Linked DNA regions of Gossypium hirsutum: region 2 is linked to region 1. The links are chromatin contacts, called in public Hi-C maps. All regions are on one chromosome and are shown on one strand. The core of a region is the stretch at or near the end of the contact, and the rest is flanking DNA. Distances in the headings are between cores, read along the strand shown. Region 1 holds the start of LOC107898279 (a long non-coding RNA gene). Region 2 overlaps LOC107898285 (auxilin-related protein 2).

Region 1 (7,929 bases), core at 3,150-5,649:
CTCCTTCAAAGCAGTTTATATGGTTCTAACTTCAATAAATTGACTATTTTGGATCAAAAATTTCATTTTACCTGAACCTTGATAGTTTTGTCTAAAAACTCTTTGTTCAAGAATTGCATTTGTTTACTAAATTTTGCTCCATTTTAGCATCTGTCGCTTTAAATGATAATTTTTATGGTGGAATAGTTTACAGCTTAATGTGCTGTTGTACTAGATTTTCTTGTGTTTTTCACTTGGTACAAGTAAACATGCGTGTAATTTTGCAGTCTATTTGAATCATAACTTACTTGAATCTGTTTGCAGAAAAAGGAAAATGGCAAACGAAGGAAAGATGATCATAATACAGCAAGGAAAAATAAAGACAGAAGGGTATGCTTTTTAAAGTTTTTATGCTAGTACAATTGATGCGATGTTTTTCTCCCATGCTTTATGTTTCTAAATTGGATCCTTGAAGCATGTTTTCTGGAGAAAATTCGGTTCCCATGATTGTTTCCTAAATGAAATTGCCTAGCCTGTGTGTTAGCGTCAGTAGTTTTTACTATGGTCACAGTTTTTACCTATGACCGATGATGCCATGTTTAAGCATTCTTGACTTGACTGTTGCTTGAAATGAATATACGTCTAGCGTCTACCATTCATTTGTGGTTAGTTGTACTCTCATCATTCTCCATTAAACATGCATGTCAAAATTCTTGACTAAGGTCTGCCATAAAAGATACCTCAAGCTGGACGGCAACTAGATAAAAAAAATCAAGGTTACATAAATGGAAATTCCCATTATATCTCAGGTGCATGTTTAATTAACTAAAAGATTTATCAAGCATGTCTCAGGCATAATTAGATGTGGTTGAAAGTTGAATTATGCCCGTTGTTGTTTAAGCCCAGGTGGGTGAAGGGACTTCACCTTCTCGTTAAAAGCTTCCTCAGCCCTCTTAGTTAGGCAGTTCTTCTATTTGCATCTTAGTTCTTTATTTAGGTAGGTTGCTTCATTTCCTGAAAACTCAAGTTGATAGGACATTGTTTACAGGAAAAGGGTACAGACTCTTCTGCAAAGTCTACGTCTCATCTACCAACTAGGCCTAATGGTCCTTCATATGCTCCACCAGTGATCCCTATGGACAATGATGATGGCATCCCATACAAAGGTTTGAGCTGAACTTTTTATCCCTATAGACAATGCTTATTTTTAGAATATATCAAATTTTATCAAGCTTAGAACTTGACTAGTGCACAGGTTTATTTGGAGCTGACAAGGGTCAGTGACCATGTAGATCATAAATCTTAGGACGTGTCTAAAATTGGCCAATGGAAGAATGGAAAACGGAAAGAGGATAGGATAGATTAGAGGGAACTTTATTTAAGATGGCAATATGATCATCTTGCTCTCTATACGCTTTTATAATTTGAATCATGTCTTTTCAGCTATCGGTGGTGTGACAGGAGACCTACTGGAACAAACTGCTCAAATGTTTAATCAAATATCTGCAAATTTTTCATCCTTCCAGGTGAAATATTTGGTTTGAATACAATTTCCTTCATAATTGTATACCTGTGTACATCTGCTCTGACTTTCTTCTAATCTGTTACTTTCTAATTTTGCATTCATTAATGCTGCTGCTGCTTCATTTTGCTTTAAGTGGCCATCGTTCTCTTTCAACTCTCAAGGTTTATGCGTTGTCAAGTTGTATTCATAGGAGTTGATATCTTTCTATTATTCTAAGTATAATATTTTCCCACTGGACCTGTTTGTATCAGGTCTTTGGTGGTTTGAGTGAAAGTAGCAACGTGTTAAAAATTGGAATAAAAAAAGAATGAAAAATCAAACAGTGAACCAAAAAAATTTCAATTTTATCAGAAGGTACCAACACTCTGATTTTGTAGATGTAACTAATACTTTGTATGCCATTCTCATGCATGCAAAGATTATTAGACATCACTTTTCAATTTCATTTATTACTCAGATTCTTCAATATTTAATATTATCTGTTACTTTTTTGCCACCTAATAAGTTTATGCCAGTTTACTGTCTAAAGGTTCTGTATGAAAAATGAAAGTTATTTGATGATTACAACCATCTGTTTGGTTGGCCTTATTATCATATACTGTTGTAGGTTTGGAAGCCGCTGTCTCCCAAGTATCTTCATATTCTTTCTTTATTGATTGTTATTATTCTTTTTTCCATGCAGATACATGATAATATTAATCTCTTATGCAAAGCACGGGACAATATCCTCACAATCTTGAATGAGTATGATATTTCCTCTATGCTCTCTGTTACGTGTCGTCCAAATTAGATATAGTTGCATATTTATTGCACGATTGCAAGTTTGTAATAGAAAACTAAAGATCATGTTAAAGTTGGAAAAGTGAAAACAGGGGCGTGTTTAGGGGGCCAAGGAGGGACCCTGGCCTCCCAAAAATGGAAAATTACTATTTCAGTCCCCTCATAAATGATGAAATTATAAATTAATAAATAATAAAATTATGGTTTGACAGCTTAAAATTTGGCCTCTCCTAAAAGAATTTCTAAATTTGCCCGTGTGAAAATAAGGAAGACAAATGATCATACAACTGGCCAATCCAAAGCAAATGATGTGAAAAAGTTCTGTCGAGGGTATGGTTGGTAGTTTTAGCTCCTGAACCTTTTTCTGGTGGCAATTTTGCATTACTTTTCATTGTGCTCCATCATTATACCATAAAATTTACCCGCCATTAAGCTTTATGAATCTTTGTAAATCACATGTTTCAGTTTCATAACCACTTTCCTCCTTTGTAGCTTAACTTTCAGATTAACTAAGCTTTATGAATCTTAACCCTTTGATTAATAGCCTTTTCCTATAAATCACCTGGTCTTGTTGCAAGATAGATTTGGCTTGTCTAATATGAAGTTATGATGATTGCCCTCAACTCTGTTACGTCTTTGCTGAATAAAATTGACAACCACTGATGTATGAAAATATTCAGATTTATGTGAAGATTCTGAAAGTAAAATTGATTAACAAGTCAAATACTTGGGTGTCCCTCGGCTTTGATGGCTAGATGCATGTGTCATTGTCATTAAACCTTAGATATGGATACGAGTCTGGGTATGCTCATTTTTTGTAAGTTTTTCCATATGTGTGGATGATCATACCATTATTCTTGTGTCCAAGTATTTGTCATACATGGGTGCTGTAGAGAAACTGAAGAGTCCGGGTAACATAGAAAAAATAAGCTTTAGTGAATTTGGAGGTATTCATTATTATTGCATGCTATCGTGTATTGCGAAATTGTTTCGTTTGATTAGTAGGAAATTTCGTTAGCTAAGGTGTCAAGAATTGGGAAATTTCATCTGTTGTCTGTGAACTTGTTCTTCACATCAGGATTCTTATAGCACATTGCGTTCGAACATATATAGCAATTTACAGGATGTGTCTTCTGTACATTAATTAACATGGACGAGTCATCTGCAGCTTGAATGACCAACCCGAGGTGATGAAACAAATGCCTCCACTTCCTGTCAAGGTAAATGAAGAACTGGCCAACAACATCCTTCCTCAGTCGTCCAATGCAATGAAATCATGACCCAGGGCTTACTGATGATACTTCTGACCATTTGTCTTGAGCTAGGATACTCAACACCGAGCTTCTGAAATACATTCGGGTTTAAGTCAGTTGAGATGAAGTAATGTTTTTGATGCGTGTTATTTCTTTATAAATTAGAATGTGACAAATTTCATTTCTTCATGATTAAATTGTAAGAACTATAATAGTTGATGTAGCTTGTGAATATTTAGTTTTGTAGAAGGAAACTGTCTGTATAATCATTGAACAAATGTTGATCGTAGTTGCATTTCAATGCAAAGAGATAAAATGTTTTAGTTGCTTGCCTATACTAGTAGCCGCAGTTATGGATTTTTGTTGGCGATCCTACGGATAGAAAAAGACTGAGCTGGAAATGATATGAGGTACAATTAGATATCAATGACTAAATCCGACACATTCAAACTATTATCAGAAATAGCATACCAAAGCCTTTTGACAATCAGTTTCCAGAACAATATAATCCTTCTGCAATGATTTTAGCCAAGAGCGAGCCTCACGTGCAGCAAGAACTTTAACCATGTCACTCTTCATAAAACCGGTGATGGAACGAACATAACCTCCCTGCCATGGAACCATAGTTATTTAAAATAGCGACATCAAAGTTGCATTTTTCAGTTTACTTGCTGGCGGACAGCACCAGTGGTCATCACCACCCTCAACTAGTGTTCTAAAAATCGGCTGACTCATGCACATTTTTTAGCTACCAACCAACCTTGCAGGAACGACCTCGCCTGATACACAACAGATTCCGCCATCATTCTAAAAGTAGATTGGGACTCAACATCTAGCAAATCCCAAACGACTTTGGCATGTGAACAACAAAAAAGAACATGATCAATGTCTTTTTCTGACTGTTGACACCTAAAGCAGAGAGAATCAACTTGGATTCCACGATGAAAAATCTTACTATTGCACAGAAAAACCCACGCAAACAACGCCAAAGATAAACCTTTAACCCCCGTAGACCAACTGATCGGCATATGAAGCACACAGTCAGCATCTTATGGGGTAAGGAGTCCCTCAACCATATCTGTATCCAATGCACCACCGTTAGAGTGGATTAAACCATTGACTTCCAGATGTTCACAACCTTCAATTGGAGTAAAATTAATAAAAAAAAATTATCATTCACTAATCCACGAATCATTGTGCCCCTCAATCGCCCTCGCATCACCAACTCAGCATCTAACCCCTCTATAAAGCACCTTCATAGCCTTATGAATACTTTTCCAAATGAAAGAAGGAGAATTACCTTCCAACTCATCAAGAAACCCACAATTCACCGAAAGGAATTGCCAACCTTGCTTCTCGAGTTGTGAAAACCCAATCTACCAAATTGTTTAGGAACACAAAACCTATCCCAATAAGCATAGTGAATTTTCCGCCCATCATTATCAAAACCCCGCCAAAAAGAACTCATCATCTTCAGTAGGTCATCACAAGCATTATGAGGTAGTAAAAACACGTGCTGACTATAGACTAAAACAGCCTGAGCCACCGTTTTAAGCACAACTTCCTTACTTGCACTAGAGAGAAACCTATTTTTCTAGCTGTGGATATGCTTGCTCAATGCTCCTTTAGGAAAGCAAAGACTTGCTTTCTTTTACGCCCAGTTAGTGACGAAAGTCCCAAATAACGACCATGATTAAGAGGCATTGAAACAACAAGAATAGAACAAATTCTCTAACGGCCTTGTTGCTTGGAATTAGAACTAAACATAATTCCAGACTCAAAGAAATTAATGGCCTACCCAGAAGCTTCATTGTAACATAATAATGACCCCTTCACCTCCTCAGCTTCTGTCTCCATAGCACAAAAAAAGAAGAAACCATCATCTGCAAAAAGCAGATGTGATAATGTAGGACTCCCCTAAAAATAGAGAGTCCATGAATATCCACTCATCTCTCTGCGTTCATCATCAAATAACTTGGCCCCTCAGTGCACAGAATGAAAAGATACAGTGATAATGGATCACCCTGACAGAGGCCTCGTTTGGGAGAAATTAGTCCCAACTCAGTGCCATTAAACAAAATGATATAGTTGACGAAGGGAACACAAAGCATCATCCAATCTACTTATCTGTGATGGAACCCAGCCTTTCCAAAATAAAATGAAGAAAGATCCAATTCACCATGTCATAGGCTTTACTAATGTCAACTTTTAAAGCGATCTCACAAACCTCACCCTTTATTCTTCATGTGATGAATGGTTTCAAAAGCAACCATCGCATTATCAGTAATGAGATGACTTGGAACAAAAGCAAATTAAGACCAAGAAATGAATCGAGGTAACAAGATCTTCAGACAATTCGTAAGAACCTTCACCACCAGTTTATAAACAATGTTACAAAGCGCAATCAACCTCAAATCTTTCATAGATGTCGGCTTCTGATTTTTTGGAATTAAAACTATAATGGAATCATTAATCTAAAAAGTGGGGGGGGGAGCAGCTACATTCAGCCTTCACAACACGCTGTAAAAATCTCCTCACCAATAATATGCTAGCACTTCTGATAGAATGCAACATTTATACGTCGGCCTGAGAGCTTTATCTGGATGCATTTCAAACAATGCCAGTCTAAACTCCTCAGTAGTAAAAGGAGAAAGAAGAGCATTATTATCAGAGTGTACAACGAGAATCAAAATCAGAAAAGCATCAAACTGCAAGGTAACCGAAACCGAAAAAAGGGAAGTAAAATAACTAAGAACAATGAAATGCATGCCCGCCTCGTCAGTACATTGCTGACCCACATCATCATAAAGCATAGAAATATGATTTAACCATTTTCTTTTACTCACCCAAGCATGGAAAAAATCTAGCTCACTGTTTCTAAAACCCCTCTTGAGCAAGCAAAATATTTAAGTCAAAACATAACTTTAGAACCTCATCATCATTATTCCCTATAGAATATGACCGGAAAAGTTCCTCCTTAACAACCTTAATACAAGAACTGAAATTTCCTCCCAACTTGTACCTCCATTAAGAAAGAGAAAAAACACAATTACTTAACTTGGCAGAAACAGACCCATTCGACACCATAAACCAAGCATCTGCAATGACATCAAAAAAAACCTGTTTCACTAAGCCAAAACTTCTCAAACTTGAAGCGCCGAACTCTTGGGGTTGAAAACCTAGCTTTCACCACTAATTTAATAGGTGAGTGATACGAAGTGGGACACACACGACTATAAAGCTTATGGAATGGATAGCGTTGAACCCACGCGTCATTTACAAAAGCCCTATTAAGCCTTTCCATGACAAAAGAACTGGTTCCCCTACCCCGTTCCCAAGTAAAAGAGGAACCTCTAAAAGATTACAGTCTGAAACACAATCACGAAAACCATCGAGCCAAATAGTAAGGTAAACTGCAGCACCTTTCTTATCATTAATTGACAAAAGATTATTGAAATCCCCAAAGCACATCCATGGAAGAGAATTAAGGGACGTCAAATGTCTTAGCAAAGCCCAAGAACCACGCTTCCTACTAGACTCCGGAAAACCATAGAAACCAGTAAGCCTCTATTTAAAACCATTGTCTAACTCAACAAGAGCATCAATGTGATTCTAAGAATACCCGAAAATAGAAATATTAAAAGTTGAATTCCAAAATAATGCAAGTACAGCACTACGACCAAGACGGTCTACACATAAACAATAACCAAAAAGTAAAGAAATGCACAATTCTTTATTTTAATGAACTAAAGTCTCGGATAAAAACAAAATACAAGGTTTATTAGAATGAACAAGCTCCCTGAGGGTGAGTACCGCACGGGGATTACCAGTCCCCGGCAGTTCCAAGCAATACAAATCATGGCTTCCGATGGGTCTCCACTAAGAGACCGACCGATACAGTAGTTTGATTAAAGCTAGAGCTGCCCCAAATAGTAGTATGCTGGGCCGTATCATTTGAAGAAACATGCTGAGCTGAAACATTAGAATCGAGCCTAGACTTTTTTTTTCTTGAACATCCATAATAGAATCTTTAATGGATTGTTAAACACTCCTAATTGGCCCAAATAGATACCCCGGAAAAGGGCCATCATTCGATAGTCCACTTGATGCCCCTTGGCCCTGATCATTAGCTCCAACATTGACATTGGGAGCTACCTGTTTTAGATAAGAAAGCCATCTATTTTGGATGTGTGAATTACTCTCCCCTCCCACTATGTCATATAATCCCACCTGAAATGTCGCCCAAAAATTCTCATTCTTTCTTAAATCACGCCTCCACTAAACAAATTGTTTTCGACTCCTATGTTTGACCTCCGCTCGTATATCCTCCGACCAACCTTAGATTAGCTCCCCCTTCGAAGAGCTCACCCTTCGAAGAGTCGATCAATCTTT
Region 2 (7,929 bases), core at 2,499-4,998, 40 kb after region 1:
CTAAATTACTAATATATACAAAGGAAATCGGTTGCTTTGGCTCTGGATAAAACTTACATGAGGAAAAATGAAGATTAACTTGGTTCTTGATCCTTTAACATAATTATGTGGAGACTCCTGATAATGTTATATATAATAAATTGAAACTTGGTCCGTATTTTTGTCTCAATTCGTAACCCCCGGTATCACCAATGAGATGCCTTAGGACTGAGGAATAATGTCAAATATGAAACTTTAGGTTTTTTTAACATGCCCAACTAGTCTTGCACCCGAATGTTATGTTAATTTGGATTTGATTGGCTCAAGTATTGAATGTAGAATAATACATACTGAAAGCATTTTGTATAATATATGTCTGGAATTTACAAGTTTCTGTACCTACGTGCACATGTCTGCAAAAGTTTATTTTAGTTATTGTTTGTCTAATATTGATCTATGATCTTATTTCAGAGAATTTCTGAAACACTAGATGTTGAAATCAAGAGATGGGCTGCTGGAAAAGAGGGAAATTTGCGTGCTCTGCTGTCAACATTGCAATATGTGTGTTATAACTTATTACAACCATTTAATCTTCTTTGTCCTCTCTTGCATAGTATTTTATGTAGGAACCAGCTGTCTTTCTTTCCTTTTTTCCCCCCCCCTTTTTTTGGCTATATATCTTGCACAGTTCTCATTTTATTGCCCACTGTCTGATGTACTACATTTTTGAGATGCTTCATACAAGCAGTAGAGGACTTCAAAGCAAAGTATGAGATACATTGTTGAAGGAAGACTGAGCGAGAGGGATTCAAACATAAGAAACTCCTTGAAATTTAACTCTAAGCTTTTTGATAATCTCCTATTTAAGTTGCCCAACTCTTTTACATTCACTGCATTGCTGTTATGTCTGATGGATGTTCTGTAACATCTGATGCTGATTTTAAGTAGAATTCAAACTTGAAAAGGATACAGGGCTGGAAAGTTGTCCAGCGGCCATTTTGTTAGCTTAGACTTGTGATCTAGCAGACTTTTAGAATTAAGGACTAAAAGGCATAAAAGTATGTCTTTAGAGCTTCTTCCCTTACATGATGTTCACCAGCTGGCTCTCACAGTTTCATTCTTTCAGTCAAGGAACTACTGTTGTGACATGCATGCAATTATTTAGTGGGCATTATAGTTTCTTGAACCACTGTAAGGTATGGTAGGAAGGTAAGAAAGGATTAAGGAAGGAAAAAGTTTTTAATCTAATGGTTGAGCTACATAACATGTGGCATCCCTGTTCTTTGCTTGCTACCAAATGAGCCAGTGTAGGTGGATGTTGAACTTGGTGTAAGCATCTAATACACAATCATGTAGGATACATGCATCACAGGTTCTTGAACTTACCTATGCCAACATTCATCTGAAGGTTTGATTAGATTGATTGTGATGACCACTGCTATGATATTGACAAGAGGTCCTTTTAAAGTGAATGGAAAGGGACCTTATGAAATTTTCATGGTTGTTTCTCTTCATCATTTTGTTTATTTGAATGTGTTGTAGTACAAATTTTATTTGGTTACTGATTTAACTAATTTGTCTCTTGAACCTGTTTGATATTAGGTCCTTTGGCCCGAATGTGGTTGGCAGCCTGTTTCTTTGACGGATTTGATTATGGGTGCTGCAGTTAAAAAGGCTTACAGAAAGGCAACACTTTGCATCCATCCCGATAAAGTCCAGCAAAAAGGTGCCAATCTTCAACAGAAATACGTTGCAGAGAAGGTGTTTGACTTGCTTAAGGTACTTGGTAAATCTTTTGACTGAAGCACTTCATGCTTGTTGTGCCATTTTAGTATTAGAGCCTTTAATTATACTGATTTCCATTTTTATGATGCTATCTTGCATAGGTCCTTCATTTAGTTTTCTTTCTCAGATAGCTTCATTTTGTTTCCATTTAAAACAGGAAGCCTGGAACAAGTTCAATTCAGAGGAGCTGTTCTGACCTTCGATTCTTGGGTTATATAGCCAATCAAATTCATGGTTTTACACTGTGCCTTGGAGTGGAACACATGACTGTTCTATCTGCTGCTGTCTGCTTTGGTTTGATGAACCATTAATGAGCAGTTAAAGCTTGTCATCGGCCCGGCGCTGCTTGAAAAACATGGGAGGGTTACGTGAGAGGGTGCAGTACTGTTATTTGGATCAGGTTGGTGTATATTAAGCTTCATCCAGCTTGTGGCTATGGAAAGTTATATAATTCAGCGAATCAATCAGTTAAAATCATCCGCCCCATATGCATAAGATGAGGGGTATTTTGTGTTTATTCTTTTTATAATACAAATATAAATTGGCAAATATGGCTGTAAAACAAATAGCATGGTATAGTGTATGATTGTTGAGGTGGTTCGTATATATCCTCCTTTTTCTTGTTTCTTTTGGTTTCTTGTTAAGGAAATTATTTTTTTAAAAATTCTATCGTTTAATTTTAATTATTCATATTCGACTGTTTGAATGCATAATTTCTTTTTCAAAACATAAATGAATAACTAAATAAAAATTATGCATGCTTACTTTCATTTGAAGAAAAACATTATCACGTGTTAACACTCGCATTGGAAAAAGCTATAATTTGATGCACCTTGAGCCAACTTTTTTGGTTTTGGAGACTGCGAATTCCGTTTCAGTCAACTGCTGCGGGATCAACTAAGATGGTATGGTAAATACATCTGTAAAATAATAGCATAGTATAATTAACAACCTAAAATACATAGGTAGGCTTAAATGTATTTTATAAATTAGAAGTCTGGATTAAATTTTATGTTATTAAAACAAAATAGTTTGGTTGGTTGGATTATTGAAAACATTTGCTAATGTGCCATTTTTTCCTACCAAATTGTAAAGGAAAGAGCCATTGCTATTTTTCCTCTTTTTTATTTTCATTCCTAAGATTGTTTGTGGTATTTGGACCACTATATTCGTCCTATTTATTTTTTATTTAAGCTTATCCCAGTAGGAAAATAAATAGTATCTCTATCGTCTATCGTTTTTCAGAGAAGGAAAATTGAGGAAATCAGTGGCATATATTCTCCTAAACTTCTTGTGGATCGGAGAGCTTTGCTCTTCTCTTCTATTGAATGCTAATCGATCTTTTCTGCCTCTGCCTTTGCCTCAAAAATGTTTGATGGTTGAAGGAAAATAACAAAAATTGGAAGTAGGTAAAGAGGTTCATCCTGTCGTGTGGAGTGATAGTATTAAAATGGCTATAGTGGGGACGAGAGAAGTTGAGTTGTCGAGCTTTCCATCATCATCTTCATACCTTAGTTGGAATTCCAGAGCCACCTACTCTTCTTTCTCCTGCACACTATCAATGGTAAATTTATCTTGTATATAGCTACAATTTTCATTTCCAGTCATAGATAATAGGTACAAACTCTCTGTTTGCTGTGAAGATTATTTACTTTCTCTGTATAGCATCATCAAGTTCAAATTCACAGTTGAAAACGAAAGAGTTTCATATTTTCTGAATAACCAATTAAATTTTAAAATTAGTACAACTCAAGAGCTTCTTCTTGGGAATTGTTAAATATATTGTTTTGTATAGCTACTACTCCGGTTCTAGTCTTGTATGCATGCATGTTGAACCATTGGTGTGTAACTTGATGAGTAAATTGATTCCTTCTCGTGGATGTGTTACCTGTTCTGCTGTTCAAGAATCGTCAACTCCTACAAGTGAGTGAGTAGGTTTCTCCATTCTAAGTGGTGTGACATAGAGCTACTTTTGTCCATAAGCAAAGCTCATCTTTTGGAGTCGCGAGTTTGCTTTAAAAAGTGTTTCCATTTGGTATTAGCCACCGCTGAGAATAAGGAGGAAGGCAAGCGCCCCAAACCAGCAGCAAAGTCACTGCCGGAGTTGATGTGGGAGGATGTTATTCCTCCATTGAAAACAATACTTGAATCCCAACATCATCTCTCTCAAATCCAACTCTCTTTCCAAGACAACAAGGTTTTGTCTCTCTATTTCCTCCTTAATTTATTAATAATAGACGGGGTTTATGAATCTTGTTCACATTCCGAACTTGACAGTTGGAAGGTTCATTTCTGAAGAATGGGTGGCCTTATTCATTCTGGGCTTTCTTCCCTAATGAAGAACTTACAGGTATGAACAATATATGACAAACTCAGCAGGTCCTCTGAAATTGAATGATGGCACCGTGGAGCCTTTCCTGGTTGATGAGAAGAAAATCACAGCGAAGCATGTAGTTTTCTGGGTTGAAAAGCGTTTGGCAGCTCAAGGAATCATCCCTGTTTGGAAAGAATGATTATTATTATATATAGCATTGGAAAACAACAACACACGCCATGCCTTGTGTAATTATTTCATCATCCATTCTCCCAACACTTTTCTCGTACACTTCAAAACTCTAAAACAAAAGCTCTTTTATTTCGTTATTTATAGAATGGTCCGACTTTTTCACTATTTGCAGGAAATGATTATTTTTCTCAAAAGCGCATCCACATCAGCGTGAAATTAGGGTACGTATCAACAAAACGCTTCTTTAAGGGAGCGTTTTGTCTCTTTTTTTAGTGTTAGAGTTTTTAAGGTTTAGGGTTTTAGTATTTTTTAAGAAAAAATTAATTTAATTAGAATTGAAGGTTAATTAATTAAATTAACTATGAAAATAAAAAAATTAAATTAGGGTTTAGGGTTTTTTAAGGTTAGGATTTTTGATAGTTTTAGGATTGAGGTTTTAGTGGTTTAGAATTTTTGTGTTTTTAAAGGAAAAATTAATTTAATTAGAGTTGAGGGTTAATTAATTAAATTAACTATGAAAATAAAAAATAAATTAAATTAGGGTTTAAGGTTTTTTAAGGTTAGGGATTTTGATTGTTTTAGGATCAGGGTTTTAGTGGTTTTGGATTTTAGCATTTTTAAGGGAAAAATTAATTTAATTAGAGTTGATGGTTAATTAATTAAATTAACTATGAAAATAAAAAAAATAACTAAATTAGGGTTTAAGGTTTTTTAAGGTTAGGGGTTTTGATTGTTTTAAGATCAAAGTTTTAGTGGTTTTGGATTTTAGTGTTTTTTAAGGGAAAAATTAATTTAATTAGAGTTGAGGGTTAATTAATTAAATTAACTATGAAAATAAAAAAAAAATCAATTAAATTAGGGTTTAAAGTTTTTTTATGATTAAGGTTTTTGATTGTTTTAGGATCAGGGTTTTAGTGGTTTAGGGTTTTAGTATTTTTAAGGGAAAATTAATTTAATTAGAGTTGAGGGTTAATTAATTAAATTAACTATGAAAATAAAAAAAAATCAATTAAATTAGGGTTTAGGGTTTTTTAAAGTTAGGGTTTTTGATTGTTTTAGGATTAGGGTTTTAGTGGTTTAGAATTTTTGTATTTTTTAAAGGAAAAATTAATTTAATTAGAGTTGAGGGTTAATTAATTAAATTAACTATGAAAATAAAAAAGTCAATTAAATTAGGGTTTAAGATTTTTTAAAGTTAGGGTTTTTGATTGTTTTAGGATTAAGGTTTTAGTGGTTTAAGGTTTTTGTGTTTTTTAAAGGAAAAATTAATTTAATTAGAGTTGAGGGTTAATTAATTAAATTAACTATGAAATTAAAAAAAATTAATTAAATTAGGGTTTAGGGTTTTTTAGAGTTTATTAATTAAATTAACTATTAATTACGGAAAAAAGCTCCCACGTGGATGCTCTTTTGCTACAGTAGTATCTGAAAAAATAAATTTGAGAATATGTTTCTGAACAAATAGTGTTAAAAACGCTTCAAGAAGGATGCATTGTTAGCAAAATTACGGAAAAAAGGTCCCATGTGGACGCTCTTTTGCTGCAGTAGTATCTGAAAAATAAATTTGAGAAGATGTTTCTGAACAAATAGTGTTAAAAAAGTTTCAAGAAGGATGCACTGTCAGCAAAATTACGGAAAAAAGCTCCCACGTGGACGCTCTTTTGCTACAGTAGTATCTGATAAAATGATTTTGAGAAGATGTTTCTGAACAAATAGTGTCAAAAACGCTTCAAGAAGGATGCACTGTCAGTAAAATTACGGAAAAAAGCTCCTACGTGAACGTTCTTTTGCTACAGTAGTATCTGATAAAATAATTTTAAGAAGATGTTTTGAATAAATAGTGTCAAAAACGCTTCAAGAAGGATGCACTGTTAGCAAAATTACGGAAAAAGCTCCCACGTGGACGCTCTTTGCTACAGTAGTATCTGATAAAGCCTTAAACTATAAATGAGCCAAATTTCATTCCCAGGTTGTATAAGTTACAGCAAGAGAAATTGAGGCTAAAGTAAAATAAAAACTGAAGATGAGTGAACGTGTTAGTGCTGTTATTTACTATGATGGCGAGGTCCGTGACACCGAGAACGGCGTTGTCTTTTTGTCGGAGAGCACAACACGACTAGTTTTTAACCAGAACATAGATTTGAAAGAAATTCGTAAAAGAATTAGGCGTAAAATCTTCGAAACGACGCCAATAAAAGTTTTGTCTATTAAGTATCGATTTTGTACTTCGGTTGATCTCGTGAGATATGACTCATTCGACATCAAAAGTCCTCGTAGCTTGGAGGCAATGGTCCAGACTCATCTTGCTAGTGGATCACCTTATCATGAGTTATATGTACAATTTTCATCACCAAATGATACATTGCGACTTCAATATCTAATGCTGTTCGAGAGGAATACACGACTCCTGCCCGAACTCAGTTAGTGGGTGGCAAAATACGGAAGCGCCTGTGTTTGGTAGCAGTATGGAATACACAACCCCTGCACGACACTCCGTTAGTGGATGGGACATGTACCTCGGTGGGTCGATGTTTGATACTGGAAATACGTACTGGGAATGTCATCAACTTCTAGTGGTTGGCAATCTATATCGGATTGGAGACGTTATGAAACATCTAGAAGAAGGGATGATGTACTCCCTACGACATCCACCAGCGAGGGGACCTCATTCGTTGCAAATGATGGTGGGTCGGATGATGAGTCCGATGTGGATCCACCTCGAGAGCCCTGCCCTGATGGTGTAAAAGATGGATTATTTTCTGAACCGGGGCCTGTTCCAACCATAACTGAAGATGTTGAAGGGGGTTCAGATGAAAAAGAAGAAGATCCACGATTCAGGGCGTACTCACCTTTAGCCCACATGTATAATGTCGATCTATCTCAAGATGATGCATTGGAGTTTCCAGATCTACCATACAAAAGGCGTGACCGTACAAGTTCATCATTGGATTCGGGTGAAATTGAAGTTGGTAGGGAGTTTTCCAATAAGGATAGTTTTCTTACTGCATTGAAATAACATAACATCATGAACGGGGTTAACTACAACATGATTAAATCCAAATCCGATAAGTTTGAGGCCAAGTGTGCAGTGCAAGACGATACGTGTTCATGGAAAATCATGGCTTCATTGAAGAAAAAGACAGGCTTGTGGAAGATAAAAAAGTATAAAGGTCAACATACATGTGTTGGCGGTAAAGTATCACTAAGTGTTTAGGGTTTTTGAATAAAACTGTTATTACTTAATGTTGTATTATTTAACATACTTCGTTGACAGGTGTTTCACAAGATCATCCCAAGATGGATTCAGATATGTTAGCTAGCTTAATACTACCGACGCTGAAGACGGATCCAAAGACTTTATTGCTGGACTTAATTGCCAATATTCATAGCCAATTGAAGTACACGCCCTCTTGCCGCAAGGTTTGGATAGCTAAGCAGAAGGCGTTGGAAAAGATGCATGGTAGGTGGGATGCTTCATCTAATGAAGTGTGGCAGTAGTGTCAGGTGCTGGAGAGATATGTCCCAGGTTGCATAACAGACCTTGAAACGGCACCAGCATACTACAACGATCGATTGCTCCGTGGATGCCAAGTGTTCAAGTGTCTATTCTGGAGTTTTAAACAATGTCGGGATGCATTTATATACTGCAAGCCATTGGT

Evidence for each region. Hi-C and Micro-C count contacts between places; a contact is called where the count stands out from the background.
Region 2: a Hi-C map of seedling shows a contact between it and region 1, with 2.8 times the contacts expected there. The contact joins two enhancer-like sites. A contact is called at or near these places in 9 of 34 Hi-C or Micro-C datasets (callus, fibers, hypocotyl and 3 more).

What each region holds. Positions count from the first base shown.
Region 1 is chrA07:52,004,147-52,012,075 of Gossypium_hirsutum_v2.1, forward strand. It overlaps LOC107898273, which reads left to right. Exons shown (of 7, transcript XM_016823796.2): 3 at 304-369; 4 at 1,028-1,145; 5 at 1,423-1,505; 6 at 2,187-2,248; 7 at 3,453-3,872. The coding sequence ends at 3,564. It overlaps LOC107898279 (a long non-coding RNA gene), which reads right to left and starts at 7,707. Exons shown (of 2, transcript XR_001684360.2): 1 at 4,009-7,707; 2 at 3,807-3,931. Within about 2 kb of position 4,400, at least 1 of the 9 cell types and tissues checked has an H3K27ac peak or open chromatin away from gene starts, as enhancers often do.
Region 2 is chrA07:52,045,218-52,053,146 of Gossypium_hirsutum_v2.1, forward strand. It overlaps LOC107898285 (auxilin-related protein 2), which reads left to right. Exons shown (of 8, transcript XM_016823805.2): 6 at 451-540; 7 at 1,582-1,758; 8 at 1,922-2,370. The coding sequence ends at 1,960. It also overlaps the pseudogene LOC107898294. Among protein-coding and RNA genes, the nearest start is that of LOC107898285, 8.6 kb to the left of the region's middle. Within about 2 kb of position 3,749, at least 2 of the 9 cell types and tissues checked have an H3K27ac peak or open chromatin away from gene starts, as enhancers often do.